Regions from separate parts of the Mus musculus genome. Here all the other regions are linked to region 5. A link is a contact called in public Hi-C and promoter capture Hi-C data. All regions are on one chromosome and are shown on one strand. Each heading gives the region's core, a stretch centred on a gene start, on an enhancer-like site or on the middle of the called end of the contact. The rest is flanking DNA. Distances are from core to core; before and after follow the strand shown. Region 1 holds the start of Mrc2 (mannose receptor, C type 2). Region 2 holds the start of Ubtf (upstream binding transcription factor, RNA polymerase I). Region 3 holds the start of Tlk2 (tousled-like kinase 2 (Arabidopsis)). Region 4 holds the start of Gpatch8 (G patch domain containing 8). Region 5 holds the start of Gosr2 (golgi SNAP receptor complex member 2). Region 6 holds the start of Mettl2 (methyltransferase like 2). Region 7 holds the start of Dhx8 (DEAH (Asp-Glu-Ala-His) box polypeptide 8).

Evidence for each region. Promoter capture Hi-C pulls out the DNA fragments that hold promoters and counts their contacts. Hi-C and Micro-C count contacts between places; a contact is called where the count stands out from the background.
Region 1: a contact with region 5 is called in a promoter capture Hi-C map of embryonic stem cells, with 2.6 times the contacts expected there. The contact joins the promoter of Mrc2 here to the promoter of Gosr2 in region 5. A contact is called at or near these places in 2 of 39 promoter capture datasets (embryonic stem cells and liver).
Region 2: a Hi-C map of CD8 T cells shows a contact between it and region 5, with 7 times the contacts expected there. The contact joins the promoter of Ubtf here to the promoter of Gosr2 in region 5. A contact is called at or near these places in 1 of 39 promoter capture datasets (pre-B cells) and 1 of 484 Hi-C or Micro-C datasets (CD8 T cells).
Region 3: a Hi-C map of CD8 T cells shows a contact between it and region 5, with 7 times the contacts expected there. The contact joins the promoter of Tlk2 here to the promoter of Gosr2 in region 5. A contact is called at or near these places in 2 of 39 promoter capture datasets (liver and pre-B cells), 1 of 484 Hi-C or Micro-C datasets (CD8 T cells) and 1 of 9 other capture datasets (adipose tissue).
Region 4: a Hi-C map of B cells shows a contact between it and region 5, with 8 read pairs. The contact joins the promoter of Gpatch8 here to the promoter of Gosr2 in region 5. A contact is called at or near these places in 2 of 39 promoter capture datasets (the C10 cell line and pre-B cells), 2 of 484 Hi-C or Micro-C datasets (B cells and CD4 T cells), 1 of 115 datasets of contacts at active chromatin or transcription factors (double positive thymocytes) and 1 of 9 other capture datasets (liver).
Region 6: a contact with region 5 is called in a promoter capture Hi-C map of liver, with 5 times the contacts expected there. The contact joins the promoter of Mettl2 here to the promoter of Gosr2 in region 5. A contact is called at or near these places in 8 of 39 promoter capture datasets (the 3T3-L1 cell line, 3T3-L1-derived adipocytes, the C10 cell line and 4 more), 1 of 484 Hi-C or Micro-C datasets (B cells), 1 of 115 datasets of contacts at active chromatin or transcription factors (large pre-B cells) and 1 of 9 other capture datasets (adipose tissue).
Region 7: a contact with region 5 is called in a promoter capture Hi-C map of pre-B cells, with 4 times the contacts expected there. The contact joins the promoter of Dhx8 here to the promoter of Gosr2 in region 5. A contact is called at or near these places in 1 of 39 promoter capture datasets (pre-B cells) and 1 of 115 datasets of contacts at active chromatin or transcription factors (thymic regulatory T cells).

What each region holds. Positions count from the first base shown.
Region 1 is chr11:105,290,895-105,294,485 of GRCm38.p6, forward strand. It overlaps Mrc2 (mannose receptor, C type 2), which reads left to right and starts at 1,752. Exons shown (of 30, transcript NM_008626.3): 1 at 1,752-2,007. The coding sequence starts at 1,893.
Region 2 is chr11:102,317,146-102,320,713 of GRCm38.p6, forward strand. It overlaps Ubtf (upstream binding transcription factor, RNA polymerase I), which reads right to left and starts at 1,951. Exons shown (of 21, transcript NM_011551.7): 1 at 1,703-1,951.
Region 3 is chr11:105,179,360-105,182,949 of GRCm38.p6, forward strand. Tlk2 (tousled-like kinase 2 (Arabidopsis)) reads left to right here and starts at 2,168. Exons shown (of 22, transcript NM_001112705.2): 1 at 2,168-2,692. It overlaps 1700052K11Rik (RIKEN cDNA 1700052K11 gene), which reads right to left and starts at 2,074. Exons shown (of 1, transcript NR_027956.1): 1 at 1-2,074.
Region 4 is chr11:102,554,200-102,558,370 of GRCm38.p6, forward strand. It overlaps Gpatch8 (G patch domain containing 8), which reads right to left and starts at 1,959. Exons shown (of 8, transcript NM_001159492.1): 1 at 1,881-1,959. The coding sequence starts at 1,925.
Region 5 is chr11:103,696,056-103,699,881 of GRCm38.p6, forward strand. Gosr2 (golgi SNAP receptor complex member 2) reads right to left here and starts at 1,668. Exons shown (of 6, transcript NM_019650.4): 1 at 1,575-1,668. The coding sequence starts at 1,603. C130046K22Rik (RIKEN cDNA C130046K22 gene) reads left to right here and starts at 1,669. Exons shown (of 3, transcript NR_102389.1): 1 at 1,669-1,817.
Region 6 is chr11:105,124,236-105,128,326 of GRCm38.p6, forward strand. Mettl2 (methyltransferase like 2) reads left to right here and starts at 2,190. Exons shown (of 9, transcript NM_172567.3): 1 at 2,190-2,371; 2 at 2,541-2,632. The coding sequence starts at 2,262.
Region 7 is chr11:101,730,540-101,734,568 of GRCm38.p6, forward strand. It overlaps Dhx8 (DEAH (Asp-Glu-Ala-His) box polypeptide 8), which reads left to right and starts at 2,417. Exons shown (of 23, transcript NM_144831.2): 1 at 2,417-2,649; 2 at 3,617-3,702. The coding sequence starts at 2,502.

The sequences.
Region 1 (3,591 bases), core at 502-3,001, 1.6 Mb after region 5:
TGTCACAGTTGTGTGATGTCCCAGTGTTGGCTTTTACTCTGCCAGCTGGGTAGTACCAAAACCTGCCCTGGCTGGTGGAAGAGGGATCCGATTGATTCTGTCCCAGAAGCATCCTGTATTTAGGCTGCTCAGATAGGGAAGTGCAGCTCATCCATAGCTGGCAGGTTCTCAAATCCCTCAAGGATGACAAGACTTGTAAGGAGGGAGGTGTCAGGAGAAGACAGCCCTAGCATAGCCAGCTGTGTACAGGACCTTAGGATCCCAAGACATGTCAAACCAAGAAGAGAGGCTCCATGGGGCCAGTGAAGCTGTGAACACTTTCCAGAAGCCAATCTGCAACCCTGCTCAAGTTAGCCTTAGGGTAAGGGGTTTTGTTCACTTGGCTGACAGTCAGGGCTGTGGCTAGCAGAACCTTTCCAGGGGCCTGCAGGTGCTCCTTTTGGGGACCTGCAATCAGTGGGCTATATTAAGCCAAGAATCTCAGTTGGCAGAGTTCAGAAGGGCTAAGGTGGAGCCTCCCTGGAGCAGAGCCTTTATTGCAGAGATACAGAAAGAGTACCTACAACAGGAGTCATGAAAAGTCATGTTTGTTATTTCAAAAAAAAAAAAAAAAAAAAAAAAAAAAGCCCCTCAGTGGCCAGTCCAGGAAACAATAAAACTTATATTACAGTTTTACAGTGTTTTGATCTCTTGTGATGGGAGAAGGTGAGTCTGCTTTGTGCTGTTGGACTCCAGAAATCTCAAGCCTGTTCTCAGCTGGAGCTCCCAAGCATCACTTTCAAGACTGGGAAATCAGAGGTTAGGTGTCGGCTGCTCTCCAAAATCCAGATTCTCAGCCCAGTGCTTTGCTCTGCCATCTGACCTGTTGCATAATGCTAAGTAACTGGATTGTCTTCATGAAATTTCCGTTTTGTTCTTTGCTACCGGCCAGCAGCCCAGCTGGTGGGAATGATGTAGGTCTTCTGGGACATCCAGTGGACCGCTTTTGTCCCAGGTCTCTGGATACAGCGGCCCCTATCAACTCAAGTGTTACATTCTTTGTGCCAGGGACACTGACACAGGAGTCACACATGCTGAAACAAGATGATCAAGAATTGTTTGCGCTGCTCACAAGCAACAGGAGCTCTACCTTCCCCTCCCCCAACCTCCGCACGGGTGGCGCGGAGTTCTGAGCTCCTCCTCTTCCCCATCAGAAATAGGGGAGGGGGGTCTTAGGAAAGGAAATAGCTGATGCTCAGCGCCTAAAACCTGGCAGAAGAGGCTGGATGGAGGGGATGCTGGGGGCCCAAGACTGGCCACCTGAGTCAGTCGCGCATCCCATCCTTCGGCTGGCCAGGCCTCGCAGCAGCCCAGGCTTCGCCACGCGGTGAAGTTCTGCGGAAAGTTTTGCAGTTGCTTCGCCTCTCGCGCCAGCAGGAGAAGCTGTGACGCAGCGTCTGGGGCTCCAGGCCCGGTCTGAAAAGAGAGGGTAGACAAGGCGGGAAGGAATTAAGAAGCAGAATAGGGGAAGATAAAGAGCGCACACTGGGATCCTTGTGGACCTCGCTGATCCTCTTCTCCAGCCTTCGCCTCCTCTCCCTCCCGACACGCACTCCCTTGCGGCCGGGTCCCCAGCCCTGCGCCCCCGCGCCTCCTCCGTCCCCTCCCACGCTGCCCGCTTCCCTTCCCCTCTGCCCCTCAAACCCTCCTCCAGGGTTCTGCGCTCCTCCCTCCGCCCTCCCTCTGCGGGGCCTGCCTCCTCCCTCCTCCTCTCCGGGAGGCATCACTTCGTCCGGACCCGGAGGAGGATGCGATCCCCTCGCCGGCGGTCATCTGAGCACAGCGCTAGGGCTGTCTCTGCACGCAGCCCTGCCGTGCGCCCTCCGTACTCTCGTCCTCCGAGCGCCGCAGGGATGGTACCCATCCGACCTGCCCTCGCGCCCTGGCCTCGTCACCTGCTGCGCTGCGTCTTGCTTCTCGGGGGACTGCGTCTCGGCCACCCGGCGGACTCCGCCGCCGCCCTCCTGGGTAAGGCGCTGCCAACTTGGCCAACTTCGGGAGTCGGGCCTCTTGACTTTTCCCTCCTTTTTTTCTCCCATCTTTTCTGAAGAAGTGCGTGCGTGCGTGTGTGTGTGTGTGTGTGTGTGCGCGCGCACGCGTGTGTGTGCGTGTGTGTGTGTGTGTGTGTGTGTGTGTGTGTGTGTGTGTGTGTGACTGGATTTTTTAAATTCGTCTCCACTTTTCTGGGAGCAAGGGAGGAGATGGGAGGAGGAGCGCGCCTGGAGGTGGGGGAGGACCTGAGTGGAACCAGATGTGGCAGGCGGCGGGGGAGGGGAGCCAAGGCACCGCGGCCTGGGAGGGAGAGGGAGGGCTGGTGTCCGGGCCACCCGGACCCCCGGCGCTCGCCCCGCGCTGGTCTGGGTACCTTGATATACAACCAGAGAGCCAGAGGCGCATTGTTTCTTACTCTGTACGTGAGGGGTCAGTCTGTTCAGCGTCTGGCAATGGGGTCTTTATGTTTTCTTACTTGGTCTTTAAGGACAGCTTGTGGCAGAGGACTTATGCACCGTTCGATCGTAACCCTGTGGAACAGTTTTGTGCCAGGAGAACCGAATGCGCGTGCGTGCGTGTGTGTGTGTGTGTGTGTGTGTGTGTGTGTGTGTGTGTGTGTTCGTTTCTCACTTTGTGTGTTCAATTCTGATCAAATTGGCACTTCTCCAGAGTGGACAGTCTTTGGTGCAAAAGAGTTTCTAAAGATACAAACCACAACCCACAGAAGACCAACCACACAAGCCCCCCAAACTGCACCCTTCTCTTTTCTGTATGTTTTTTTTTGTTGTTGTGTTGTTGTTGTTGTTGTCGTCGTCGTCGTCGTTATTTTAGAACTATCTGAAATGTGAGGTCAGACAGGTCCCTCGACAAGAACCTGAACACTCATAAACATTGATAGGGTAGATCTTGGGGGGCAGAGGCACTCAGAATTTTAAAAAATGTGCTGGGTGTTGCCTCCACATCCCCTTTTTATGTTTAATTGGGGGCTGGGTCAGCGGAAAGGGATGGGACAGCAGCTGCAGCTTTGTGCTAGGACTAGAGGGCCCCCTGAAGAGTCTGAGGCCTTTGCGGTGGCCTGGTGTGCTGTGGGCATTTGCTGAGGGGAAAGGTAGGGTCAGGGTGACCCACAGTTACATAGGAGCCTCCTCTGCCCTTCCCTCCCACCTGGATCTGAAGCCTGCATACACAGGAAGCAAGCCGGAGCCCCTTGTAGCTTGGTAGCATCAGCGTGCCCCTCACCTCCCGGGGTTCTTGCCAGAGCCTTGTTCCTCTGTATAGGACACGGGACTGCAGGATTCGAGGGAGGAGGGAAAGGACAGCCAATTCCAAGAGCCTTAGCTTGGGTTTTAACGCCAGGCCCTGGGAAAGAGCTGGGCCAGAGCGCTGACTTGGTCTTTCCCCCAGGGAGCTTTTGACAGGGGGGTGGAGATGCCTGATGAGGGGCCCAGTCAGGGAGGAAAAGGAGGCTTACAGTGTCCCTGGGCTTCCTGGTCTCTGCTTCTGTCCCTCCCTGCTCTCTCAGACTGTCCTACACACAAAATGCCCATGTCTGGGCTGCTG
Region 2 (3,568 bases), core at 701-3,200, 1.4 Mb before region 5:
GCCACCACCCAGCCACCCCAACACGCACGGAAGAAACCCGGCGCAGAGGCGCGACCGCGGCGGGAACGGCCGCCTCCTCCCCGAGCCTGCGGCCCAGCCCTGCCGGCGCCCCCGCCCCGGCCTCCGGGGAGCCGAGCCAAGCAGAGGGCGGGAGGACGGCGGCCGCGAGGCGGGGGCGCTTCGCTCACCGGCCCCGCCGCCCCCTCCGGCGGCCGGCGAGAACTGCGCCTGTCGGCCGGAGAAACGCGGGCTCCTCCACCCGGGGCCTCACTTGGGCCTCGCTTCCTGCCCTTCCTACCCCCGGCTCACGGCGCCCTTCCCCGTTCCCTGATCATCTTGTCTACAGTTCTCCCGGTATCGCCACTCGGCGTCTACCGCAGCCGCGGCTCGCTCCCTAGCCCCGGCCCCGGCGCACGTCCTCCGCCGCCTCGGTTACCCGGCGCAGCGCGGCCTCTGAGCTCCCCGCTCCGGCGGCTCCCTTCTCGGCTCTGAGCGCGGCGCCCTCCCCCGCTCGGCCGGGCACAGCCGCAACTCCCTCCCGCGGCGGCAGCGGCTCCTCCTCCGGGCGCGGCGGCGGCGCTGGGGCGGCGGCTGCTGCTGCTGCTGTGGCGGCGGCGGCTGTGGCTGCTGCCTGCTGCTCCTCGCGGCGAAAAGCACAAAGCACAGCGCCCTCCGCCTGCAGGCAGCCCGCCCGCCCGCCCGCCGGCCCCGGCCTCAGCTCGCACACCCCCCGCCGCCGCAGCAGCCTCCGCCGCCGGAGCGGGGAGGAGGGAGAAGGGAGGAGGAGGAGCGGGAGGGGGGGCGGGAGAAGCGGGGCAGCGAGCGCGTCCTTCCCCGTAGAGCGCACACCGACCCCCGGGGAGCGAGCGCCAGCCCGCCCGCCTCGCCGGCTCCGCTCCCTCCCACAGCCTGCCCGGGCGGGCTCCGCGGGGGGCAGCTGGGAGGAGGGGCGGGCGCTGGGGGGACCCGGGCGGCCGAGGCGGAGGCAAGGAAGGAGGGGAGGGGGGTGGTGGTAGTGGCGGCGGCGGCTGCTGCTGTTGCTGCCGCCGGGGAAGGGGGGGGCCGGGACAGGGAAGACACGCAGCCGCCCGGATGGCGGCGGGGCTGCGAGCCGAGGCGGGCGAGCAAGCGGGCGGCTAAAGCGACCTCGCCAGCCCCGCGGGGGAACTAGCAGGCTTGGCCGGCGCGGGAGGAAGGGAGGGCCGAGGTGCGGCGGTGGAGAGGGTGGCCGGCGAGCCTCGCGGGTGCCGGCAACCCTGCTCTGGAGCTCTCTTCCAGGCTCTCCCAGCTTAAGCTCGGTTTCCCGGCCTAGTCCTCATCTGCTCCTCTCTCCCGCCTCCGGGAGCGGGCTAGCGACCACCCTGGTCCCCGGAGCGTGGCTACCGGCTTGGGACTCACGCTCCCGGATCGCGGTGCGAGGTTTCGGCGCCTACCTCTCGGTTCCCTTATGCTCCGCAGAACACCCGTGAAACTTAAAATATATATTCTTAGTCCCCTAAACAACAAAAACCTCTCCCGTCCCTCCTCACACCCGGGAATCGGCCAGGAGCTGCCGACCCCAGCGGAAGAGTCACTCTGGGAGCCGGTTCAATCCAGCCCGGCATGGCTATCCAGGCCTTCCCGGGCGCGTGGAGGACGGAGATTGGCGCCGCCAGAGAGCAACCCCTTTCCCCCGAAATCCGCGGCACCGAGGCTTACTTACCGAGCAAGTGGGTGCTAGTGAGGGCCGGGGGCGCCAGGCAGCACGGCAAGCGGAAGAGCCGAGCCGCAGCTCCGCAGCTGCCGGCGCCCGGGCAGCGAGTCTCCAGACAAAGCCCGAGATGGCGAAGCGGAGCGACGGCTAATGGCGAGCCCCACGCGCCGCGCTCCGCCCGCCCCGCTCCGCCCGCCCGCCCGCCCGCCTCGGCGCAGCGCAGCGCAGCGCCGCTCCGAGCGCTCGCCCGTCAGAGCCGCCTTGGCGCCGCCGCCTCCCGGGCCGCCCCGGCCTCGCCTGGCCCCTCCGCCTCCTCCGGGCGGCTCAGCCTCACCCCTTCCCTCCCACCGCTCGGGGGCTGCACGAAATTTTAAAAAAAGGAATAGTAAAAAAAAAAAAAAAAAATGTTTTTTGCTTTTTTTTTTTTTTCCAAGGCAGATGTTTTTCGACATTTAGCTCTTTTTTGGCTCCCAGCTCCCACTCACCTGCGGGGCCTCCGGCAGGGCTGGGGGCGGGGGTGCGCGGGGCTGGAGCCGCCGAGCGCGGGTTGAAAGCTAGCCAAGCTCTGCAGCGCCCGACCCGGGCGTGTACGCCGCCGCCAGTCCCCGCAGAGAAATCGTCCTCCTACCCCCGCCTCCATCGCTCTGCGTTTCTCTTCCAATCAGCCGGTCGCTTGGCGGCTCCTCCAGTCTCCGGCCAAGCCAGCTGCCTAGAGCGAGCTCCACTCCATCTGCTTGCCCGACTCCTCGCTCTCCTGTCGGGGCGGGCAAGGCAGCTTGAGGCCGGAGGGGGATCTGTGAGGGATCCTGCCTGCTCCCTCTCCCATTGCTCCATCCTTGCTGTCTCCTGCCTCCTCCTCTCCTGCGTTTTTCCAACTCTCCCCTGTCGCCACTGGTGTGTGTCTGTGTGCGCAGGTTTTCTCTCTCTCTCTTTTTTTTTTTTTTTTTATTGCTTTGCTTTTGCAACCCTGAAGCTAAAGCGGGATGGGGGCGAAGGGGAATGTTACAAAAAAGAAAAAGGGAAAAAAAAAAGCCTCCTAGGTTTGCAACGTATGAAAATACCCGGGAAGTACCCCGCCTCGTTTGGGTCTCGGTGCCCGGCGAGGGCCTTCCGGATTTCAGAGCCAGTCTTGGGTTGTTCTCGATGTCCCCCATCTTCACCGGCCGTATGATCCGAGGAGTTAAGAACAAAAAGTTCACCCCTGTGTCGTAGTAGGGTGTCAGTGGGAGTTGGGGAGGTTTTTCAAGAAGCAGCGGAACGGCCATCCCTTTACCCTGGGCTTCAGTAACTAGGCCGCGACCGGGGTAGGGGTTTAGAGCAAAATCCCAGCGCGTTTGTGCGAAAGAGCTGGAAGGGGGAAGTCGGAACCGGGAACGGAGCTTCGTGCGTCTCCCCCTCGGTCTCTGCTTCCAGTTGCCTGCAAGCTCCCCCTTTAATTTTTTTTTTTTCTCCTCCTTTCCTTTAATCTAATTTCTTCCAACTCCACCTTTGTTGTTACCGGCGTCACGCCTGGATCAGCCAATCCCCTTCTCGCAATCAGCTTGTCAAAAAGGCTTGGCCAGCCCTGAGAAAGCAGGCCGCGGGCGCTGTCCCCCCACCCCGGCGACGACGGGGAGCCCACAAGAGAGCTCCGCACCCCGGTTTAAGGCAGGATTTGAGCAGCCCGGCAACCACAGATCTAACCTCCCGTATTCCACCATCCAGCAAGTCTGGGGAGAAAAGGCCTGGGCGTGTGCCGCTTTTTAACCTCCCACTGCCATCGGTTCTAGTGGTCTTTACCTCCCCTGCTAGTGGGCTGAAGGGATATCAGGATTAGTTGTAGGGAGGCAGAAGGCAATGTGAAGGACGCTGGTTTCCACCAGGTCGGCCCACGCT
Region 3 (3,590 bases), core at 918-3,417, 1.5 Mb after region 5:
AATGTAGTTCAGTTGGTAGACTGCTTGCCTAGCTTATAATTAATCCTAGCTCTTGGAAAGCAGGAGCAGGAGGACCAGAAGTTTGACAGTATCTTCAGCCAGTGGGAGATCTAGGTTAGCCTCAGCTATACATTAGACCTTTTATCAAAACAAAAAGCTGAAAATGGGACCTGTGGTCTAGAAAGGGCACTGGGAATCCTCTAGCTCTAGCACAAGGTTGGTGAAACTTGAAACGATTAGATAATTGGCCCAGACAACTTGTTTGTGGACCAGCTGGAAGAACTCAGTTTCAACTGTCCATTTCTCTTTCTCTTCTGGTCTCCTCTCCTAATTTATGACACTCTAGTGTTATTTAAGGAGTTATTTTTAGGCTGTGTATAGTGGCTGCATGCCTGTAATCCCAGAACTCTGAAAGAGGTCGAAGGACCCACCACCTAAGGCCAGCCCATGCTGCATAGTCAGTTGCAGGCCATATTCTTTTCAGATTTATTTTTAATTATGTCTGTGTGTGCACATGAACGCACTGTCCATGGAAGCCTTACGGGTGTAGATGTTTTGGAGCAAACCCAAGAACAGTGCCAATCTTAACCACGGAGTCATCTCTCCAGGCCCCTTTCTTTTGGTCTTAAGATACCCAGGCTGGCAATCTTGTTTCATCTCAGTCTCCCAAGTTATGGGAATGTGGGTGTTATTTTCTTGATCTCACTATAATCAAAGAACTGTCTTTGTTTTCCCACTGTGCAGACTTGAGGAGCCACAGTGCACTCCTTTTGTTCATCATTTTCATGCTTGAGACTGACTGCATTCTGGGGGCTCCTCCTTGCCCCCTTTCCCTACCCTTTGCTCCTGACTTGCTCTTCCCCTCTTCCCTTCAAAACGTTCATCTTTCCAAGCAGCCTGGGATCTGGAAGATGACTCCCAATTTGAGTTTTTCTACTTGAGTTCTGAAGGATGGAGAATGTACAAAAAGGAATTATCATCCTTTGCCCATTTGGCAGGTCTCTGTCCAGTCAATATGTGGAAAAATTAATAATAACAGAATTCTACTTTGGAGTACTTGCCAACGCCTGGAAAAGTTCAAGCCGGCTGTGTAAAAGCTTGAATGTTTCTCTTGTGATTCCCTTGTAGTCCTTCAGACACGTTCAGACATCTGGTCAAGGAAGCATCAGAAGAAAACAAAAAGCTGAGTCGTTACTTTGAAGTCCGTGTCTTGGCTCGTGAAACTAGGTGAAGAAAGTGACTTTTTCCCCCTTTGGCGCTGGGGTCAGAGGTGGAACCCTTTCCCATGCAGGAAAGCCCTCCTGTCGCAGGCGCTCACCCTCTCAGCAGACACTCTGAAGAGCAGGCCCCCAGCACCCCAGGAGGGCCATCTTGTCACCGGAGGTTAAGATGGAACCTCCCCCTAGGTGCTTTGAGAGAGTTCCCCGGGGGGCGGGTAGCGACCTCCGCTCTGGAGGGGGGCATGCTGGTGAGGGCTCGGCTGTGATCCCAGGACACCTTTGTCCCTGGAGACGCCAGGCCAGTCAGGTACGTGGAAGGCGAGAGCCGCCGGCCGGCTTTCCGTGCCTGTGGCGTGGCGTGGCGTGGCGTGGGGTCTGGGGACGTGGACCATGGCTGCGGGGGATGGCCGGCTGGCGGACATCGGGTGGGCACCGCGAACTCAGTGACACCCCTTGCCCCGCTCCCGGGCTCTCTCCTCGGATCCATCGCTGGGCAGAGCAACCTCTTTCCTCACCCCAAAAAATGTGTGTAGATGAGAGGCAGGGCGAGCGCGGCAGTCCCGCCGGGTCGCCGCTCCGACGCTGCTCCGCGGCCTGAGGCGCAGCCCAACCGTCGGCCTCCGACTCTGTCTCCACAAAGGCGGGCTCCCGAGGCTCCGGCCCCGGCCGCTTACCCGGCGCCCCCGAGCCGACCAACCACCCCTCACGTCGCAGGCGGGGCCGCAAGCGCCGCCAGCCGCCCGCCCTCAGCAGCCCTGTCAGGCGCGGCCTGTTCCGCCGGTGCGGGGTCCCCTGGTTAACCCCTGCCCGCCAGCGCGGCCGCTGATTGGAGGAGGCGGAGCTCCGGGGGCAGCAGCGACCCTCCCCCCAACACCTTTCCCGTCCCCTCCCCCACGGCCGGCACTACCTCCCCCCCACCCCAGGAACACCCCCCCCCCGTGCCTCCCAGCCGTGCAAATCTCGCGAGGAAACACGCGGTTTCACTAGTGTGTTTACACCGATCACTACTAATCCGGACCGAACCGATCCGGATTAAGGGGCCGGAGGCGGGTCCTGGGCACTAGCGGTTCCGACCCCCCCCCCATCCCGCCCTCCGCGCCGCACCCGAGTGGCCCCCAGCCGAGCGGGCCCCCACTTCTCGGCCCGACCCAGACCCTTCTGCGCCTCCCTTGGCCTTTGTCCGGCGCCAGGAGGCCGGCCCCGCGCCCCCCGGCGGCCGCCCGGGCCCGGGCCCGCGTCAGCCGCCTGGCTCCGTACGCGAGCTCGGGGATCTGCGGCCTCCGTGGCCCCCCTCCCCCGCCCGCCCTGTCGTGGAGCCCGGCGCCGCCGGCGGCTGCCCGGGCGGGGGGTTGCGGCGCTCAGGAGAGGCCCCGGCTCCGCCCCGGGCCTGCCCAGGGGGAGAGCGGAGCGGTCAGCAGCCGGGTCGGGTCGGGGCCCCTCCCGAGAGGAGAGTGGAGCGGCAGCGGCGGCAGGTGAGAAGCTCAGCCCCTGGACGTGGAAGGGCGCCGGGGCCTGGGGTATTAACCGTCCCGGGGGCCCCACTCCAGGGCCCGAGGAGGCTGCGACCCGGGCCGGCGTCGTGCCGCAGCTCCTGGGCGCCGAGGCGGGAGGTGCTCCCCGAGGGCTGCGGGGTCGCCGAGGGGCCGGGCCGAAGATGGACCAGGCCCAGGCCTGGGAGTGTGGCGGTCGGCCTGCCGGGAGAGGCGACTCCGGGGAGCTGGAGGCCTCGGCAGCCTACGGGGCGCCCCCGAGAGCTGTCCCTCGCTCCGTCCGTGACAGGTGGGCCCGGAGTTGGGGAAAGTTTGGAGCCGGCGAGGGGCGCCGGGACCAGGCCCCATCGGTCCTGCTTCCCGGCTTGGGGCCATTGGGAGGATCCCGGTCCAAAGCCCCTCTGGAAAGAGATGGGGTGGGTATTTTCTGATCATGAGTTGACATTAAATGGGGTAACTGCTAGGGCCTCATTTTCTGGGCCAGGCCTGGGGATGGAGGGTTGGGAAATGTTTCCAGAGACCTTGGGATTGGGGAGAGACTGCATTGTAACCTCTGCCTTTCCGACCTCGATTATTAGGGCAGGACAAGTAGTGAGCAAGGCCACCTACCTACTTAGGGAAAACTCGGTTTTCTTCTCAGTCTTTTTTTTTTTTTTTTAAGATGCCTTTCTACCATTCTAACAGTTTCCTAATTCCTTACTTGTGTGTGTGAGTGAAACTTGAATTCGTCACCTTTTCATTCCCCTTTGCTCCAGGCATTCAGTCCAGGAAGGGAAATGAAAGTTAGGACGGGTGTAGGGGATGTTACTGGAAATTATGGAGCTGTTAGATTGCAGAGAAGGTTTGATTCCTTTTTCAGTGAACTTTAATACAAATTTCT
Region 4 (4,171 bases), core at 709-3,208, 1.1 Mb before region 5:
CACCTTTAAGGCTGTGACTTTTTATTATTGTGCATATCATGTGAGGGGACATATAATTTGGGGTCAGAAGCCAACTTTTTGGAGTTGGATCTCTCCTTCCACCTTCCAGGGATCAAACTGAGGCGGCCAGGCTTGTGAGGCGGAGGCTTTTTACCCACTGACCCATCTCATAAATCCCATAAGTCAGATTTTATAGTACCTCAACTAAAGCATCGAAGAAGAGTCTCCCTGCTCAGTTTCCAAGTGACGACACTCACATCCTAATAGCCAGTTTTCAATATCTTCATTCAAAACCCCGTTTGAGCCAGCTGAAATACTTGAGGGCCATTTTTCCTCAAAACTGTCTGTTTTCAATTTTATTAGGTCACCTTGAAATTCTTTTCTCTGAAAAGCATTGGAAGGTTTTCGTCATCTACTGTCTCCTAAATAATTTTAAATTAACAAAAAATAGTAATAAAGCGTATATACTTTATACCTGCTTCATAGGGCTTGATATAGGGAGAAAGAAAAGAAAGATAAGCCTGCCTTCCTTCTCGGGTATCAAATGTCCACCTCAAACTTTGGAAGACCTGAGATAAATCCTTAAAACACCTTAAGATGCTGTGCTGGGCTGCAGTTTCTGCGGCAGGCACATGACCACAAGGCATTTTCAGCAACTCCCAAATCCCTTACTGCTGCAAAACTTCCCATAGCGTTCTACACCTAAGACTATTTAACAGTGTTGATTTTAAACCAGTTGAAATTGCTTTGTCTATCAACCCAATCATCTCCAAGAATTCAAACCCTTCAAATTGCCTTCTGACACAGCTAGAGGTGCGTTGAGGAAGCTGAAAGGAATACAAAAACTCGAGTTCGGAGGCTCATCCCTTGACCTAAATTGCTGTTGCCAGGAGATGCGGTAGTAATGCAGTGATTTGCAACTGAGGATGTATTTTACCTAGAAATAACCAAAGGCTACTAAATCCCTTATTGTCTCCCAACTATGCCTGCAGTAACAATTTCAATATCTAAAAGCCTAATGATTCTAATTCGGCCTTTGTTGTTTGTTTTTTTGTTTTGTTTTGTTTTTGTTGTTTTTTTCTTTAATGCCTGCCACCCCACGGACATCTTTCCCAGATCAACATTTGCAAACGAAGAAAGAAAAAAAAAAAAAATCAAGGTTTAGGAACGAATTTACTCCCGCTTGGAAAGGCCATAATTATGCTTCTTTACAAATCTTGGTAGGTCTCGAAGTTAAGTTTACGCCAGTCCACAGACCTATACCTTACTGTCCCCAACCCAATTAACGGCCTGTAAACAACAGCAGTTATTTATGCCCAGAGAAAGCTCAATGGCTCGCCTCAACAAAAAAGGCGTCTTTGATAAGAAAGGGCGCCCTTTACCAGGGGGAAGACTAGGTTAGACAGTCGATAAAGGGCTTGTTTGTCACAATGGGAAAACGGAGAGGCGATCCCCAGGATGATCGGGGCGAGCAAAAGCCAAGGCTTCCATAGCCCCGGCCTGAAAACCGCTGGCCCAAGCCTTCCCCGCCCCAGCCCTCTCCCCCGGGGGCCGGGCCGGCCCTGCGCCTGCACAGGCCCCGAGACAAGCAAAGCGCAACCCCCACAAAGCGCCCGGCTGCGGAGCGGGAAGCCAGGAGCAAAATAGGAGGAAAGCCGAGCCGAAGAAGCGGCGTGAATAGGGATGAAGCCGGGGACGCGGCCTCATCTCAGCCCCGGAGGCCCCTGGAGAAATGAGAGGCAGGAAGGGGCGAGAGCCGGCTTGCAAGGTGGAGCGGAGAGCAGAAGGAAGGAGAGCCAGGAGGCCGGGAGGGAGGCGGCCCCGGGCTCGCGGCGAGCCCTCCGGGGGCGTGGGTGGTCCTCGGCGACGCCCGTGTTTACCTGAAAGTCTCGGTCCTCGTTGAAGCGGGAGAAGCGGTCCGCCATTTTGCCGCTCTCACTCCTCCTCAGGACGACGCTCTCCGGTTCGCTCCTCCCCTCCCGCTACGCCCGCCCCCTCTCTGTTTCCACGCCCCCTCCCACGCCCACCGGGCGCGCGCAGCAGGCGTGGGGAGGGGGGTGGAGGATGTGTGCTTGGCGAGGGATTGTTGGGGGGGTGTTGGGAAGAGGAGGGAACAGGAATTCGTTCCGACGGGAATCCCGAAGGCGCGCAGGCCTGGAGGCGGAACCTTCCTCTCACATCGCTCGGTTTCACGCCCGGCCCCGAGCGACCCCAGCGGGCCGCGCATGCGCACTCGCGCCGGCGCGCGTAAGCGCTTCCGGAGGGAAAGATCAGCAGGGCAGAGCATTTGGGGGCCTGGGAAGTATTCACTTGCTCCCTTAGCAGTGTTCAGAAGTCTTTCTTTCTTATGCTCTTGTTTACGGTCAAGCCCATCCCGTATTTGTAATAATATACAGTGTAATGCTATACAGTAGCATGAGATCTGACTTTACAGCTAGAGTACTTTTAATGTTTTTTTGTTTTGTTTTTGTTATTTTGTTGACAGGGTTTCCTGTAGCTCTCTATGTAGTAGAGGCTCGCCCCCCGATGTCCAAAGAGGGTATTTTTAAAATTAATACATAATAATGTTACTTAAGAGGTACCAAAAAAATCTCTCAAAGGGCTTCCATTCCAGGCAGGAAGTCAGATAACCAATAAATTAACCTAATAGTTGTAAATATAAACGAGTGTCTATTCCTGCTTGAGGCTGAGGGGAAATTAAGTCAAGCTTATCCTTGGCTACATAGGAAGTTCAAAGCTAGCCTGGGCTATAAGACATTGCTTCAAATAACAAAATCTAAGTGACACTGTGGGGGGGGGGGACTGTAATGAAAAGAATGACCTATCTTAAAGCTACATATAAATCAAGGCATAACAAAGGGATCACAACCTTGAAGAAGAGAGAAACTTAAACACATGGCTACCAAGAGCTTGACGTTTTTTTCTTACTATTTTCCCTCCCCCTCCCACTCCTCTCCCCCCTCCACACATATATATTCATGTTCAGAGTCATTGGATCCCCTGAAGCTAGAGTTACAGTTAAGAATCACCATGTATGTCAGTGCTAGAAACAAACCCAGGTGCTCTGCATGTGGAACAAGTGCTTTTAACTGCTTAGCCATCTTTCCAGCTCTTGTTTTCTTTAATGTTTTCACAGGGTGGGGGAGTGAGGGGGGGCTGTTTAATTTTACCTAGTGTAAGACTGCTTCGCCTACATGAATGAATGAATGTATGTATGTATGTATGTATGTATGTATGTATGTATGTATGTGTATCAGCTCTTAACAGCTGAGCCATCTCTCTAGCCCCTCTACCTGATTTTAAGACAAGGTCTCTCCTTAAACCTGGAGCTCTCCCTAGTCAGCTAGCAAGCCTCTGGAATTTGTACCTGGCACCAGGGAAGGTGAGGGTGTGGGCAGAGCTGAAAGTCCAAGGGACTGGTCACAAAGCAATCTAGAAAGCAGTTGGAGCCTAAATCATTTTTTTTTTCTCACTCAGGTAGCAGCTGGAGACTTTCTCTAGAAATGCTAACCAAACAAATCATGGGATTTTTGTTGTTGTTGTTTATTTATTTATTTATTCATTATATGTAAGTACACTGTAGCTGTCTTCAGACACTCCAGAAGAGGGAGTCAGATCTCATTATCGATGGTTGTGAGCCACCATGTGGTTCCTGGGATTTGAACTCTGGACCTTTGGAAGAGCAGTCAGGTGCTCTTACCCACTGAGCCATCTCACCAGCCCAAATCATGGGTTTTTAACATGCCGGCTCTAATCCAGAAGAAAGTATTTTGCCGAAATGAGAGGATCTGTCAAAAACCAACTGTCTTAGTCACTGTTTTTGTGCTGTGAAGAGACACCATGACAAAAGCAACTTTTAGAAATCATTTAATTGGGGGCTTACAGTTGCAGAGGTTTAGTCTATAATCATGGTGGGGAGTATGCTAGACTGCAGGTAGGCACTGGAGCAGTGTAAGAGAGCTAAGTCCTAACTCACAGCAGGAGAGTTGAGGGATGAGATTGGACCTGACATAGGCTTTTGAAACCTCAAAGCCACCTCCAGTGACACACTTCCTCTAACAAGACCACAGCTCCTAATCCTTCTATTCCTTTCAAGCAGCTTAGCTCCCTGGTAGCTAAGCATTCAAATATATGAGGCTCTGGAGACCATTCTTATTCAAACCACCTCACC
Region 5 (3,826 bases), core at 418-2,917:
GCGTGATCACTCCAGAGCTGTTTGTGTCTGAGACCTACTTACTCCAAACTATCTAAAGATGAATTCCAGGATGGCAGCTAGACAACACAAGGGACAAATGTATCTTTTATGAACATGAGTACCCAAAATGGAAGCCTACTGGATTCTCTTTAAAGCTCATCCTAGTAGAATATTGCTAATGTAAAACATCCTGTCTTTCTTTCTTTCTTTTTTTTTTGTTTTGTTCATCCACTCAGTGCTCAGGACTTTTCCAGCTATATGACTTTAAATAATCGATTTTATGTCAACGTACCTTCACAGTTAGAGATAATCACAGAATCAGTTCAAAGTTCTAGTGAGACGAGTATGTTCTGACACTGTTCTGTCAATTCAGCAACTAGCAGATTAACTCACCGCTCTGCTAGGTCCATGTGTCTTGCTATGGAAAGGATCCGTTCTTAGTAAATGAGGGCAATTTTCTGCCTCATTCCTTTTCCACGTGACTCACAGGATAGTCTTTTAAAATCTCTTCCTACACTTATTATATAATATGCAAATTGTCATTACAATGTAGTTTATTTTCCCCCACCCAAATCAAACATTTTGTTGACAAAAGTAAAAAGGGGGATTGGAGAGATGGCTCAGAGGTTAAGAGCACTGACTGCTCTTCCGAAGGTCCTGAGTTCAATTCCCAGCAACCACATGGTGGCTCACAACCATTTGCAATGAGATCTGATGCCCTCTTCTGAGGTGTCTGAAGACAGCTACAGTGTACTTACATATAATAAACAAATTTAAAAAAAAAAAAGGTAAAAAGAGAATAACCACCATCTTATTTCCATTCTTTTTGTTATGAGTTTCCTGGGGAGGCAGGATGACTAGTTTATGTCATTTTTCAGGCCCAAGGAATAAGATTTTTCAGTGCTGTCATACAATCAATAGAAAGTTCTTAAACTAACATAGGTATGTGGCCCCTCATGGTGTCTAGCTGCATAACACTGCAAGTTCCCAAAACAAAGGACGGTATGGAAAAAAAAAAAAAAAAAAAAAAAAAAGGACCCACCAAGGAAACTTAGTTATGAAAAGCTAATCTAAGACTCAATTTCAATTTCCTTAAGGCTAACTTGTAATCAGATATGACTCACAAAAATAGTCACTAGTTACCTGCCCGTCTTTGTGTCACAAAAATAAGTTCTTTAAATGTCCAATCAAGTACACAAAATACTTCTTTCGTACAACCCCTGACACTCCCACTTAAGCAATAGATTCATAGACACAAGCCTCGGCAACAGTTTTCTCTGTTCTCTAAGCTCTACCAACCCGGAGGACTAAGCTGGCAGGTGCTGGATCAAGTGCTGTAACCTAGGGGCGCTGCTTTCCCTTGCCAATAGGCAGTCACGGCTTGCGGCCAAGAGCTACCGGGCCCAAGCCTTCGCGCCCCGGCTCGATCCCCTTCGGCTAAGAGCATCGCACCAGGGGCTAAGAGATGCGGAGCAGCCCGAGCGGAAACCTCCACAATGACAGTCCCCAGAGCCCCGAGCCCTAGGGGCCGCAGCCCGGGCGGAGCCCAGCCCGCTCCCCGACGCAGCCCTCACTTGTTCGTTTGTTGGTATAGGGGCTCCATGACGCCGGCCTAGCCGGCCTGCGGCTTCCTCGGAACACGTCCTCACAACCCCACTTCCGGCTTCCGGTCTCAGGGCCCGCCCTGCTGAGTAGGGCGCCCGCGAGTGTGCCTGTCCCGTGGTGGTTGTGAGGTCGGAGACGGGGTTGCGCGGAAGGAAAGCGGGACGCGAGGGATGGGTGTGGCTCCGGGCCGGAGCTCGCGGAGAGCGGCGGGGGTGAGTTTTTTGCTAAAGTCCAGCTCCGGGATTGAATCAGGTAGCGGAGAGGACGGTCGCGAGGCACTGACGTCAGAGCCTCCCCCGAGAAGTCGCCGGCGACTCTCTACGTCGCTCTCCGCCCCGCGGTCGGGCTTGGCTTCTCCTTGGAGTGTGTAATTACAGGTCTGGGGAATCTCACTTCCTCACGACGCGTGCTTTTCCTGCCTCGAACTAGTCCGCCCACTAGTCTTCCCATCTCCGGCTCATTTTTAGTAAACCCACAGTGAGTGAGTGGTTAGCATATGACGTGGAACAACCAAAATTTCCCTGTTCTTCAAGAGGTTGGACTAGAGAAGGAACTACGATCTGTATACAAATAAACATTCCAAATAAGTACAAAGATAATGGTAGAACATCCAAATAAATACAAAGATAATGAGCTGGGCTGGTGTTGTGGTCAATAGGAAATTGTTTTTAAAGACATGAAGGGCGGGTGACATTTGGATTAGGACTTGGAAAGGTTCAAACACTTGTCTTCACCTAGGCCCATCTCATTTCCATCCATCTAGGTTCTTATCTACAGTTCCTCCCAAGGGAGGAGTTGTTCCTCTTCCTTTGGTGAGCTGAAGCTTGGATTTTCCTGTATCCTGCATCCCTCCCAGTTTTATGTCCCAAGAGACTGCCCGCCCATATTCATTCTTTCCCTAACATTACATTTCCCAGTTCCACTCCCATTTATTGAACATCTACTATGCACCATGCACAGATATGTAGGATAGGAACCCAGGTAAAACACATTCCTGGTGTTTCGCTGTCTATTGAGAAAGTCCTTATTTTAAAGCTGAATTAACAATCAACATTTAGGGTATGACTAAGGACCATTTGCCTGGAGAAGAGCAGTAGGGGTTCATGGATCAAGAAAGCATGGGGGGCCTTCAAGAACCGATAGAGGGTTTGTGGGAATGGTGCACTTTAGCTAAGGTTGAGTAGCGTGGGGGCGGGGCATAGATAAAAGGCTGTATCCTTAGTTTTTTAGTACTTTGCTGGTGAGGGATGCACAGGGAAGTATGTATATGTGTGCTTGTGTGTGTCTCAGTAGAATTGTCTCTGACTTGTGTGAGGTCCCAGGTCAAATCTTTGTGGGTCTTTGCTCTATAGGCATTTTGATTTTAAATTATATTACAGATTTATAAGAACAGGAAAAAAATAAGTAATAGGGGGAAAGTGCCAGTCTTCTCCTTTGTTTTCTGCTCAGCTGAGGTGCAGTGAGTAGCTGCCTCCATTCCCAGCACCATGAAGCTGCCTGCCACCATGACTTTGCTGCCAGGATGGATGGTATTCATTTTTATAATATTCCCTTTTTTTGTAATAAATACAGCAAAGATTCCTTATACTATCCACTGTGGGCCCAGTAACTATACCTGTTCTTGTCCTTTATTTTTGAATGTGCTATTTCTGACCACCATGAAAAACAAAAGAAAACAAAGCTGTTATTATTTATAATGCCACAGGTCTTCAGGGCCTGAATGCATCAGTCTCAGTAACTTTCCCTGCCTTTCCAATTCCTTGTGCCATTTGCTAGTGCTGACTGCGTTGGCACCCAGGATGCTGTGCACACTTCCCACTGCTGGGGATTACTGACCCAAACCATTACTGTGCTTTGCTAGTGAAGGTATTGCCTGTACTGTGTAACAGCATCCGCTGGTGGCTTCTCTCCTCACTGTGACTTGGGCCTGAAGAGAAGCTCCTTAGGAGAGAAAGAGTTTCTTTTGGCTCACAGTGTGAGAAGATACCACCCACCATGACAGCAAAGTCATGGTGGCAGGCCACTTCACGGTGCTGAGACTGTAGGCAACAATTCACTACATCACAGCAGACCAGACCACAGAAAGGAGAAGACTGGCATTCTATTGGCTTTCTCCTTTTCTGTCTTATTTAGTCAGGGATGGAACCCATGGGATAGTGACACCCAGTGAGTATTCTCCCTTTAGCCAGCCCTTTCTGGAAATACCCTAACAGATACACTC
Region 6 (4,091 bases), core at 940-3,439, 1.4 Mb after region 5:
CTCTGAAACACAGTTCTCAATGTATTCTGACCACCTTGCACCACGTCTTCCGAACTCCTTTCAAAAGATGTTAGATGCTTCAACTGCCGAAGGAAAATGAGTTGGTACAGGCCAGCAAAATACATTGTGTAAACTCATTTAGTGGGTTAGCGAGAGGGCACAGCGATTAAGAGCTGCTCTCGAAAGAGGACGTGAATTCAGTTCCCAGCACCTACATCAGGCAGCTCACAACTACCTGTAACTCCAGCTCCAGGAGATCTGATATTCCTCTGAACACACACACACACACAAATAATTTTTTAAAGAAAATGGAGAGGTGACTCAGCGGTTAAGAACACCATCTGCTTTTCCAGAGCACCAGGGGTCAAGTCTTAGCACCCACGTGGCAGCTCACAACTGTGTGTAACTCCTGTTCTAGGGGATCTGATACCTTCACACAGAAATGCATGAAGTTAAATTACCAATGGACATAAAATAGAAATAAATAAATTTAAAAAAGAAAACCAAGCACACACACCATTTTCAGTAAATGATACAATACACTGAAGTAAATAGATACACTGAAATACACTGATGTAAATAGACACAAAAAAGAAAATGGTCTAAAAACAAAAGCTCAAGTTTAGAATAGTTAAACATTTGGAAATGCATGTTGTAATTCCAGCACTGGCAAAGTTAGACGTGACAGGAGGGTCCAGAGTTTGAAGCCAGATAAGGGTACACAGTGACACACTCATCCATTTTCAGAAGCCATGCATTTGAAAGAGTAAGGAGGGGAATATGGGAGGGTTGAGGAGGAGTGATGTAATGTCATAATCTCAAAAATAAAAACCTAGCCAGGTGTGGAGGCAGCACACATCTTTGATCCCAGTACCCAGAAGCCAGAGGCAGGCAGATCTCTGAAGTTGAAACCTTCCTGGTCTACAAAGAGAGTTATGAGATAGTCAGAGCTATATAGAGGAATTCTATATTTAAAAAGAAAATAATAATTAAAACACACACGGGGGGGGGGAAGAAGGGAGGGAGGAGAGGAGAGAGAAAGAGAAGCAGCCATATATTTCAAATGGCTCACTTATTAAAAATAATGTTGGAACTTCAAGTAAAAGGACAATGAGCTTTCTGCACACACAAAAATTATATAATGGGATTGTTGAATGTGAACACTAACAGCTTTTAAAGAGCATGATATTAAAAAAAAAAAATACATATAGCTGGATGTGATGGTGAATGCCTTTAATCCCGGTACTTGAGAGGCAGAGACAGGCACATCTCTGAGTTTGAGGCCAGTTTAATCTGCATAGAGAGCTGGAGGCCAGCCAGAATTACATAGTCCTTCAAAATGTATCAAAATAATAACAAAAACAACAACAATAATAACAACAACAACAATAACTCTGGCTGGTAAAATGGCACAGCAAGTAAGCTGCCTGCCACCAAGCCTAAAGAAATTATAGAGCCTGGAGAGCCCTATAATTAAGGGCACTGGCTACTCTTCTAGGAGACCCATATTTTGATCCCTGGTACCCATATGTTGGTTCACAAGCATCTGTAACTCCAGTTCGAGGAGATCTGGTGCCCTCTTCTGGCCTCCATGAGCATTGCATGCACGTGGTGCACAACCATGCGTACACATAAAGGGGAAATTTATTTAAATAGAAAATATAAGGCTAAAAATGTGCAATTATAAATTATATACCAGTGACCTACTATTAGTTTTAAAATATTTATACATATATGTATAGTATATAAGTGTACAATGTATACATTTAAATAAATTGAATACATATTACAAGCTCTATGCATGAACGAATTACAATTTTTATTGTGCCAATTAAGCCTGGCTTTTCAAGGAGGTGTGGTCGGTTATGTCATTTAACACGGAAGCTTCATGCTCTCAAAACCCACGCGCTGCCTCCCCGCGGACTGTGGTCTGGTGACCACGTCTCATCACAGTCGGCTAGTCAAAGCTTTTCCTGGGGGGAATCTTGGGACCTGCACGGAACCGTACTCGAGGGAATAGCCTCCTACTTCCTCCCCGTGCTGCACGCCCTTGTGCATCTCCAGGGAGAAATGACTCCTTTCGGACTCGCCTCCGCTGAGCTTCCCAATCACTTGGAACCCGCCCCGCCCCGCCCCGCCCCGCCCCGCCCCGCCCCGCCCCGCCCTCCATCTTCCCTCCCAGTGACGCTACTTCCGGAAGGGGCGTGGCCCACAGGAAGTCCTCGCCTTCGGGAAGAGAAGGCGTTTCCGTCTCCGGTGTCATGGCGGCCTCCTTCCCTGAAGGCGTGCCGGAGACCGAGGACGGGAAGAGACCGCAGTTCGGGCACCGGTTCCTGAGCGACCCGGCGCGCGTCTTCCATCACAATGCCTGGTAACTGCCCTGCATCTCGCCCGGCTCTTCGCCAGCCCGGAGCACTTGGAGAAAAGCCCTGCCCGCTGGCCCTCCTCCCGCGGCGGTAGCTGAAGCGTTCGCCTCCCGAGGACCGACGTTCCCGGGTCCGGGACCGGTGGGCCTGAAGCTGCCCGTTTGGTTTTCACAGGGACAACGTGAAGTGGTCCGAGGAGCAGGCCGCGGCGGCGGAGAGGAAAGTGCAGGAGAACAGCTCCCCGCTGGTGTGCCCGGAGAAGCAAGGTGCGCTCCGTTGTGCCCGCAGTGTGGGACGCGCCTCCTCCAGACGGCAAGAAAAATGGGGGCACCGGGATCGTTTTATCACTGACCTGATGGAGAACTCCGGCCCAGAACGGGTCGGGGAGGGGACGGGTTAGGAGGCAAAGGGGCTGTCTTCTAACAAAGTCTTGAAGCCATTGGGGTTGGACTTTGTTGTTGTTGTTGTTGAACTCTCTAGTTCTACGAGTGTCGCGTTGATGTGGCTGGCCTGTGGCAACCGTAAAGTCGTTCAGTCATCTTAGGGTAGCTTCTACAGTTTACCTTCTGCTGGGACGTTTCCATCAGAGCTAGATTGATGTGGTCGGATCCTAACGTACTGTGGGAGGAGAGGATTAGATCATAACATCTTTTCTTGAGGTGTTGGGTTTGGAGATGTGGGACTTCTACCAAAGAAAGATGCGTGCAGCAGAGTGGAGAGACGAGTCTGCTCAAAGCGAAAGAGGTCATTTCCGAAGACAAGAATAATTCCTTTATAAAATACTAGAACTGGTTGTCCCTGTTTCTAGGAGGCGTTTGAAAGTAAACCTGGAACTTTAAGGTAATAGGCATCAGGGGGTTGGAGAGATGGCTCATCGGTTATGATAATAAGCACTGATAGTTTCTCTATAGTACCGAGGTCACTGGCCAGGCACGTACCTCCTAAGATGTAGGGGTGTAATCTCTTGGGAGGCAGAGACAAGAGGTTGAGTGGGGTCAAGAGCATCCTTGCTACGTAGAGTTCCACTCCTGCCTGGGCTGCATGAGAGCTTGTCTCAAAAATAAGTATATGTATATATTCCAGTTGCAAAGTAGGCACCCTGCCTGCATTGTTAGGTAGATAAGACTAGATAAAGCTTCGTAGAGTTGAGAGGGATTTTGAAAATCATGTAGCCCAGTATCCTCTTTTCGCAGTTAAAGGACCAGTTAGCCAAGTGCAGTGGTGTATTCCTGTAGACTCAGCTCCGTGGGAGGCTGAGGCAGAAGGATCACTGAATTGGAGGCCATCCTGGGCAGCATAGGGTGATCTAGTCTCCAAAACGATTAAACTTGGACCACGGGGCCTTAAGTGCTTTGCCTAGAGGTAAGCAGTCAGTGGTGGATTCCAATTTCTCAGGTTTTTATTCTTTCATCAATTCTAGTCCAGGTCTCTTGTGTTGACAACGAGCAGAAAAAGAGCCCCTATCAGTCTCCTGATTAATCAAAACTCTTCTTGCTTCTGGAAGGCAGTTTCCCATTGTCTAGTTTTGTGTGTTTTCTGGTTATTTATTTTAGTATTCATTAGCAATCTTGACTTTGTGCCTGGCCCCTGCATTCTAAAGAAGCAGGAACATGCCTTCTGAAAAGCTTCGTGGATGACAGTCACTGAATGTATACAAACGTCCAAAGAACCTGGGACATTTAGCTTGTAAATTTAAAAAAAAAAAAAAAAAAAAAAAAAAACTTA
Region 7 (4,029 bases), core at 1,167-3,666, 2.0 Mb before region 5:
TCAGCTCTTTTACACATGGGGGTCTGGGGATCTGAACCCACTTTGACCTACTGATCCGTTTTATTGGCCTGGAAATAATTTATTTTTTGAGGGGAGGTTGGGGTTTGAGACAGGGTTTCTCTGTGTAGCTCTGGCTGTCCTGAAACTCATTCTGTAGTCCAGGCTGGCCTTGACCTAAGAGATCCGCCTGCCTCTTCCTATTATTTTTAAAAAAGATTTATTATCTTTATTTTAGGTGTATGAGTCTTTTGCCTGCATGATGTCTGTGCACCATGTGAATGCAATGCCTATGGAGTCCAGAAAGGGTGTCAGATCTCCTGGAACTGAAGTTACAGTTGTGAGCTGTCATGTGGGTGCTGAAAATTGAACCCAGGTCCTCTGGAAGAGCAGTCAGCACCCCCAAATCACTGAGGCATCTCTTCAGCTCTTCCTTATCTGCTTTTTACATAGTTTGGGGGGGGGGTTTGAACCCAGTGCTCCCTGCATGCTAACCAAGCACTCTACCAAACAAGCTACAACCCCAGTACTCAAAAGAAGATAAAATGTAACACACTGTCCTGTAAGCCTCCCCCAGTTCGTGTGGCCGCGGGTGGCTACAGTGTCCTGTTCATGTTTACTCTTGAGACATACACACAGCAATTCTCAAACAATTCTGAAAGTTGTTACCATGACTACATGTTATGATTCTATAGCGTTTTTGTGTGGTTGTTAATAGGGTCTTTCTTGCTAGGTAGCTCAGGCTGGCCTCAAACTCACCATGTAGTTACTAAGGCTGACTTTCTGTCTCCTGAGAAGTGCTGGGATTTACCAGGCATGATTTACACCTGGGATATTAGTCTTTTCATTTAGCTTTAGCTGTCCCAGAACTCACTATGTTGACCAGGTTAGCCTAGGACTCACAGAGATCTGCCTGCCTCTAGCTCCCAAGTACTGGGATTAAAATCGAGTGCAGCCATGTCCAATTTAGAGTCTTTTCTGATAGAGCTTTAAAAAACAGCTCCCAATCTCTTTGTCCTTTCTTCTTGTTAAGTGTTAAAAGTGCAGCTGGATAGAAATATGAAGTTTTAGTAGCAAGGAGATGTAGAGAAAGAAGGGTCAAGTGGAATTAACTCCTGAAACCTAACTCCATACTGGCAGATAAGCAAGCAGCATCAAGGGCAGACTTTCTCATTCTGTTCACGGAGAAAGGAAGGAAGGAAGGAAGGAAGGAAGGAAGGAAGGAAGGAAGGAAGGAAGGAGTGAGTCCTGGAGAAATGGCTCATGGTTCTGAGCACTGGTCACTCTTCCAGAGGATCTGGGTTCAATTTCCAGCACTCACACCGAAGCTCACAACTATCTGTTACTCCAGTTCCAGGGGATCTGACATCCTTACACAGACATGAATGCAGGCAAAACCATGTATAGGAAATAAAAACAAGTAAGTTATAAGGAAGGGAAGGGCATCAGGAACTCAGATGGCAATGTACTAAATCCTTGGGAACCTGGAAACACGGAACTACTGTGATAGTCCTTTGCCTGCAATTTTGAGAGAGGTTCTCACTGTGTAACTTTGGCTGACTTCAGTCTCAGAGAACAGCTTGTTTCTGCCCTCCGAGTGCTTCAATTAAAGGAGAGCACCAGCCTGCCCAGCTTCCCTGCAACTCGTTATCACTGAAGTGTTCCCAATAATTCAAAGACACAGTAGTGCAACAGAGTCAGCCAACAGTAGCAGAGGGGGCTCATTTTCTGTCTTTTGACTGATGGGAGGGCTACTCACCTTAGAGGAAGTATTTTCTTGTTTTTTACACAGAATACTAAGACATGGGAAACCCTTCATCTTCATTGCAAGGTTCTGCCAAAGGGAAAAGTAAAAGTTGGGACACCTGAATTTATGACCTCAGGTTCACAACACAGCTGACATTTAGAGAAGCAGATTTTAAGAGGACTGAGGGTTTTGGCAACAGGAATGCTTGAGATAAGCTTTGCTGGACCACTCGCAGTTTGGGGGGGTTATAACAGCAACTAATATTTTCAGTGTGCCTACTGTGGCTCAGCCACTTTGCATATCTATTTCATTTAGACCGTATTATCCGAGTTTACAGATAAGCAGCCAGAATCTAGCGTCTGCTGGTGTAAGGTCACTTGAGATCACTTGCCATGAGGTCAGGAACTGAGCTGATCAAGGACAAGCCAACTTGCTTTTCCGAGGCGCTGTTCAGTCGCGCAGGCCACGGTCGCCCTCTGCTGACGGATCACAGAGGCGCGCTGAGATTGATCCTTAAAAAAACCTAAAGGCGGGTGGAGTCTTCCCCCCCGCTAGAGGCCGCCACTGAACGAACAGCGTAACTCAGTGCGTCTGGCCCGTCTGTGGGAACTTCCTGCCAGATCTCGCTGATCCTTACAAAGACGGTTAACTTTACTTGACGTCCCTGTAAACAAAAGAGACGAGCGCCGACCCGGAAGTGGAAGCTGTGGCTTCGCGTTCTGGCCGGCCGGAAGGAGACCAAAGGGAAGTTGTAGCCATGGCTGTAGCCGTGGCCGCCGCCGGGGTCCTAATGGGCTCGGAGCCCGGCCCGGCGGAAGAACTCGCTAAACTTGAGTACCTGTCTTTGGTGTCGAAGGTTTGCACGGAGCTGGACAATCACTTGGGCATCAACGACAAGGATCTGGGTGAGCTGGAGGAAGGTCCCGATGGCTTTTGATTTTGGGGGTGAGGGAGGCAGGAGAGAAGCGGTTGATGGTGTGTGTGTGTGTGTCTGTCTGTCTGTGTCTGTGTGTGTGTCATCGTGACTTGGGCTCCGGGAACCTGTGGCGGTGGCCTCTGCTTGAGAACCATCCGGTCCGAGCTATTAGAAACCATTTCTGTGAGCTGCCGGTGAAGGCTGGGGCAGCAATTTCTGCTCGATTGTTGTTTTTCAGTTCTGGGGGGCGAAATAGCTTTAACAATAGCAGCAGCAGCAGCCCCCGCGAAGATGATGGTTGTAATTACGGCCAGTAATTTTTAGAAGCTCACAAGATATTATGGGTAGCTCTTCATCTACATTATCTTGTTTGGTCTTCGCACAGTCAGGCAGTAGTCAGCATCTACTTCGAGCTTGTGCTTTGAGCCGTGCTCTTAAATTAGTTACATCTTCTTATCTCTCACATACTAGTCATTAGATGTTTAAGGGCAAACTGTGACTAGGGGACCCAGAGAGAAAATAAGAAAGGCTCGGGGCCCAGATCGTAATTATATGCATAGCCGGAGCCCTTGTGAAAATGAGAGGCCGAGTATGTGAATTAGAAGCATGAGGGGAACACTTCCGTTTGATAGGTACAGGGTTGGGTGGTGTTGGGCTTTTTCAGAATGTCCTCAAAAGTAAATGACAGCCAGGCAGGCGCCTAGGATCTCAGGCTTGGGATGTGAGGGCAGAATGATTAGTAATTCCAAAGTCACACGTAGATAATCTGAGGGTAGCTTGGGCATGGTATGTATCAGGGTATGACCCGTCACAAAAAACGACGACAAAGCCGGGCAGTGGTGGCGCACGCCTTTAATCCCAGCACTTGAGAGGCAGAGGCAGGCGGATTCCTGAGTTCTTTTATAATTTAATTATTATCTGAGTCCATTTATAATTCCTTTTTTTTTTTTTAACAGCTGAATTTGTCATCAGTCTTGCTGAGAAAAATACTACCTTTGATACTTTTAAGGCTTCTCTGGTCAAAAATGGTGCAGAATTCACAGTATGTATATCTGAAGATTCTTTGTTTCCTTTTTGTTTCTTTGGTGTTGCTACTGAATTTAAATTTTGATCGCACTAAAGGATTTTTAAGTAGGAAGGAGCGATTTGTGCATATCAAGTAAATAAGCCATCAAATGTGTAAAGTTGCGTTGCTGGCCAGGGAGCCAGATTCCTTCCCCACTGTCCTAGGAGAATGCCGCAGGACTTCCGGCAGTAAGTCTGAGGATGCTGACATTCTTTTGTTGTTGTTGTTGGTTTGTTTGTTTTTAATTTTTTATTAGATATTTTCTTCACTTACATTTTTTAAAGATTTATTTATCTTATTTAT